2 separate regions of the Sus scrofa genome follow, and region 1 is linked to region 2. A link is a contact called in public Hi-C data. All regions are on one chromosome and are shown on one strand. Each heading gives the region's core, a stretch centred on a gene start, on an enhancer-like site or on the middle of the called end of the contact. The rest is flanking DNA. Distances are from core to core; before and after follow the strand shown. Region 1 has its middle 32 kb from the start of PSEN2. Region 2 holds the start of STUM (protein stum homolog).

What was found. Hi-C and Micro-C count contacts between places; a contact is called where the count stands out from the background.
Region 1: a Hi-C map of subcutaneous adipose tissue shows a contact between it and region 2, with 1.9 times the contacts expected there. The contact joins the enhancer-like site here to the promoter of STUM in region 2. A contact is called at or near these places in 5 of 47 Hi-C or Micro-C datasets (embryonic fibroblasts, heart right ventricle, mesenteric adipose tissue and 2 more) and 1 of 2 datasets of contacts at active chromatin or transcription factors (skeletal muscle).

The regions. Positions count from the first base shown.
Region 1 is chr10:14,511,249-14,513,948 of Sscrofa11.1, reverse strand. No RefSeq gene overlaps it. Among named protein-coding and RNA genes, the nearest start is that of PSEN2, 32 kb to the left of the region's middle. Within about 2 kb of position 1,353, at least 14 of the 83 cell types and tissues checked have an H3K27ac peak or open chromatin away from gene starts, as enhancers often do. A contact at or near this core is called in mesenteric adipose tissue, retroperitoneal adipose tissue, skeletal muscle and 1 more, where this site is marked.
Region 2 is chr10:14,293,594-14,296,293 of Sscrofa11.1, reverse strand. It overlaps STUM (protein stum homolog), which reads right to left and starts at 1,335. Exons shown (of 4, transcript XM_003357643.4): 1 at 874-1,335. The coding sequence starts at 1,072.

The sequences.
Region 1 (2,700 bases), core at 104-2,603, 220 kb before region 2:
TCCTGCTGTGGTGCAGCGGCTTAAAGATCCGGAGTTTCCACAGCCATGGTGTAGGTTGAAGCTTCAGCTGGGATTCAGTCCCTGGTCCAGGAACTTCCCTATGCCATGGGTGTAGCCAAAAAAGGATTAAAAAAAAAAAAAAGAAACAGGTTTATATGTGGTATATACTTGAGACGAATGTAATATTGTAAATCAACTGCATCTCAATTTTTTTAAATAGCAGATTTAAAATAAGTGAATGATATATATTAATAATATATATATAATGCCTATTTTCAGACAATTGTGACTAAAATAAAGGGCCATGTAAAGTGCATATGGGTCATATTGGTGACTCTTTAACATCTTTTGGATAAATACCTTTCTTATTATTAGTCTTTTAGGCCAGAACTACATTTCCCAGGACCCCTTGCAGCTAGGTCACAGGCAAGTGACCCAGGCATCGCCAATCAGATGTACCTTTGTGAGAAGCACCTGGAGGAATTCTTTCCTGGGGGCTCAGTGGAGCAATCATTGAGATCTCAGAGCCACAGGGGTGACAGGGGCAGAGGTCCTGGTGATGGTGTCCTATCTCGGTATCTAATATGCCAACGGCACCTGCACGCCAGCAGTGGTGGGAAGATGATCTGGGTTGCTCCAGGCTGTAGAGCCTCCAGACATGATTTTCTGGACTTCCTGGAAATTCTGTAAGCCACACGATATCCTTCAATAAATCAGCTCACTACTTAGACTGTGGATTTTTTTGTTTGTTTGTTGGCAAGAAGAGGTTGGAGTGATGGAAGGAAGGGTGGCTGACACATCACCTCATGCTATGGTGGTAAGTGGCCGGGCAGTTTTAGCAGCTGGAAGGTGTCAAGTAGCTGGGCAATTTTAGCAGCTGGAAGGCGAAGCATTTTGCTTTTCCAGCCAGGCAGAATTATTCAGTAGGATTAAGCGATGGAGGCCCAAGTGCACATTGGTTCCCAATTACAGCTGTAGAGCATCAGGGCAGCCGCAGAACAGCTGGTCCTCTTTAAGCCTTGAGCAGCCGTGGAGAGACACCAGGGTCCAGATAATGAGCAAGGAGAGCTTCAGATGGGTTTTTTCAGGCTGCCAAAGGGCCCACCTGGGGGAGGTGAGGAATGACTAACCTAGGTTCCTCAGATGCAGGTGGGAGCTGCTAGCAGCAGCAGAGTCAGGTCTCCCCCAGGGGCTAGCCAGGCCTCATTTCCGGTTTGGGGAGCAGTGCCTGAAGCATTCCTGACTTTTCTGGGGCTGAGAGCTCCCCTGGATGAGGCAGCCAGATGTGAGCTGAGCCTTGACACACATCCCGCTTCCAGGAGCTCAGGCTCCGCCTGGAACACTGTCCGGGAGATGACAGATGTGCCTTCTTCTTTGGGTCGGCTTCAGATGAAGTCATCCTTTCCTTCTGGACTCTGTCAGGATGAGTCCCTGGTATTTCTGAGTCACTTGACAGTTTACAAGCACTTGGGAAACCAGAGGTGCTGTGCGAGTGCCTCTGTGCATGAGATTTTATATCGCGCCTTTGCTCCTAAGGATGTGCTGGAAACCCTGAATCGAGATGGTTGAACCCCCCGCCCCATGCATAACTAAATAAATAGTGCTTAAAAAAGGGTCTTGACCCCCAAATTAAATCTCATGTAAGACTTTTGAGAATTTAAGGAGCCTAAAATAAGTGGAAACTGTGAATGGATGTTCAGGAAGGCAAAGGAATTTTAGCTGCTGTGACATCAAATCCGCATCACTGGATGATCCCACCACCTCCAGGGGATGCTGACGGTATTTGCTTGGATCTTCTAAGGGACAAACAAGTAAGGCAGAGTAGTTTTTATATGGTTTCATTTGAAGAACGCTAGTGCCGGGAAGATTTTTTTTTCCTTACAAAATATTGTCAAGGAAAGGTTTTCTGATGACCGATGCCTAAGATCTACCCTTATCCATTTTTATTCCTTTAAGACTAAAATATGCTCACCCGAAGTCTCTAGAAGGGAAACCTTAAGACTGGGTCCTTAATTTGTAGTTTAATAGTAATCAATGTAAGTATTTGATCAGATCCTTTCCAACATCCCTTTAGTAGAGCAGTTTCCCATGAAATTAGTTTCAAGTTTTGATTCGGGGGTGGGGCGAAGGTAAAGAGAACATGAACTGATGAGCTAATTCCATTGAGGAAAAAAAACGTACATTCCCAAGGAACCCTTTCTAGAAGGAAGCTGGAAAGATGTCGTGGACACATCTGCCCTTCCTTAATGCTGTGTGTGCTTTATTCATTACCCTGGGAAGTTTAGCTCCAGAGAGACCTTGCTCTGGGCCTGACCCTACCAGTTAAAAGTTCAAGTAGAATGCTTATAGTAACTAAAATTACTGCCCAGTGCAATACAGAAATCAGTGGTCCATGTTAATGGTGCTTTGTTGATATGGCTGCAGTTGACTGAAATCATTGCAGGTGTGGACACAGTGAGTTCTATGTGAACGATAAAGTCTAGTTAATGCTTCTCTTCCCCAAGTGCATGTTCACGTAAAGCAGAGGCTGTAAGGAAAGGTCTCTATCTCAGGGTCCAACCAACCACTTGGTAGATGTGATGAACACAGGAGAGCAAGGGCCAACCTTCCAATCGAGGGCTCCTTGAGTGACGATCCCCTGTCCCCACAGCCACCCAATTCACCCGTGGGGGAGGATCCCTGTACCTTTCCACACCTGCA
Region 2 (2,700 bases), core at 86-2,585:
AACTTCGCGTTGCCCCCTTTTCTGCACCTTTCGGCACTCCTATCTCGGTGATGAGCCTCTGCTTTAAAATTTGGGACACTGGTGCCATCAGGGACCCTCGTGCCATTAGGGACCCTGCGGGCAGCCAAAGTCCGACGTAATTACAGGCGCGCGCTCTCCACTTTCTCAGGAACGGAAGTGATGGGAGGGGGGTCATAGGGTCAACCACTTGGCCACGTGCGGTTCAAACCCACAGACGTCCAAGCTAATAAAATCACCCGGCTTCGCCTTGGGGCTGCAGGCGGAATCGCGGGTACTCGGGAAGGAGGCAGAGGAGGCTCTGGCTGAAGAGCTCTCGCCCCCACACGCCCCGCAGCGCGCGAATGCAGGCGGCGCTGCGGGCTGTCTCCTAACCTGGCTCGTCCCCCGCCCCCCACCCGGCTCCGCCTGACTTCTCCGCCAGGCGCGGCCCCAAGGCTCCTCCTGCTCAGACCCCGTGCCCCTGGGAGAAAGGAGCTCGTGGGAGGGTGCGCGCGGCGAAGGGAAGAAGCAGGATTTGGAGGCGCCTGGAGGGGAGCCTAGCTGGGGCTGAGGGAACCGTCTGGGCCGCCGCCCGCGGGCTCCAACATCCCCGGCAAAGTTTCTAGCTCTTCGGGGCTGAATCGCCTGGCTCCCAGGTCCGAGAAGGTGCAAGGCGCGTCAGGGAACCCTGCGCCGCGCCCCCCTCCCGGCACCCGCTCCACGCGACCCTGCCACCTGCCAGGGGGCGCTGGGAGCGCCGGCGCAGCTGCCGCCGCCGGTGGACGCCGCCCGAGGGTCCCTCCTCGACCCCTCCCCTGCTGTCCTCCCGCGCTAGGGCCCCGGGGCGCCGGGGTCGCGGCCACCGCGTCTTACCCAGTCCCGGCACAAAAGTGTTGAGGAAGAGACAGATGACGGCCACAGGAAAGGGCATGTAGGGGATGGCGGCGCGCAGGGGGCCCTTCTTCTCGCGGACCTGCACCACCACCCCGCTGGACGAGGACGCCCCCCGGTCCGCCGCCGCCACTGCCGCCGCTGCAGCCGCCGTCTCGGCGTCTTTGTGCGAAGGCTCCATGGCGAGGCGCGCTCCCCGGGAGCCGGGCTGCCGCGGCCGGGGCTGCCGCCCAGCGCACAGGGAGCGGGTAGCGGCCCGCTCCGGGCTCCGGGCTCCGGGCTCAGCGCCGAGCTCAGGAGGCCAGCGCGCTCCTCGTGCCGCGCGGCTTGTCCAGAACCCCGCACTCCCGCGTCCCCACGCGCCCGGCCCTCTGCCGCGCGCTCGGCTGCGCTCCCACACCCCCGGCAGAGGGGCGGGGAGGGCGGCGCGACACTCGGTGACAGCGCTCTGACGCCCCTCCCCTCCGGGCCCCTTCCCCGCCCTCCTCACCGCTCCCCACCACCCTCCCGCCCCAATACCACTTACTAATCAGAGCGGAGGGAAGAAAGTAGAAGAGAAAAGCAGAGGGAGCCAGTTGTCCAGCTATTGGGAGGCATGGACACACCTCTCCATCCCCAGACAGGTGAACCCGGGCGGGAACCCCCGCCAAGCACACCGCGAATCGGGCGTGTGCGCTCCTCTGGCACGTTGGGAAAAGGCTTCGAGGTTGAATCCTTTCTTCTGGAGGATGCATTTAAAACTAGGGCGATGAAGGCCAAGAAAGCGAGCCTAGTGTGCCTTAAATTCATTCCAATTTACATAGATTTGTTTTAAGTCACAGAGAAAACGCTCTTTTAGAATGGATAAGAGAAAGCAGGAGACACAGCTGTTCAAACAGGTCTCCGCGAGGCTAGTTAAAACGGGACCCTCCCTAAAACACATACATGCAGACGCGAAAAGCTGCAAGAAACGAGCCTGTTGCTCAGAAGGGAGGATTTGGGCCATCCCTTGAACAGTTTTAGGGGAAACCTGGGGCTTTTGTGAGCTGGACGTGATGGTTAAAAAGCCAGCGAAGACACAGCGCCGTCTGGTGTTTTGCTAATGCAGCAGTTGGTAGAAGCAGAAGGATTTGGTCAGGTCCAAGCCTGCAGGAGGAGGCCCCATATTTAATAAGATTTTCCAAATAATTCTGCCCTCATCGCCACACCTGGAAAAATGAACGGATGAAAGCAACCGCCTCTTACCTTAGGGAGGGATTCAAGGCATCAGAATTATCCAGATAGTCAGCAGATCGTCGGATTGGACAGATGCAAATCCACTTCCTTCCCAGTCGCTCTTTTTCTCCAGGAACAATGGTGATTAAATCATCCCAAAACATTCCAGGAACTTCTGAGGAAGGATGCTGAAAGACCATGCATTCTTTTATGGGTATCTGAATAAACTAATTTTAGAAGCAGATGGTCAGCAGGTGTTAGTGGTGATGCTGGTGAGCCCGCACACACACTACCAGCTTAGGTCTGGCAGTCAGAAGTGAACAAGACTGAAAGTTTTAGTCTTTCCTCGGCCACTAATTACCCGTATGACTTAGAAGACTCATTTAGCCTCTCAGGGGCTTGAATTACTGTGATTGGAAAGTCAAAGCAAGATTCTATTTAATACGTATTTATGGGAGACCTAATAGGGCTTAGATTCTGGGGAGAGAGAAAGGAATAAAACCCAGCCCCTGGCTTCAAGGGCTTAATAGATGAACTGACACTAACCCCCAGGATGATAGAATTACAGGCGGTGACAAATGCTGTCGTGCAGTAAGCTGAAGGTACTGAGAAAAC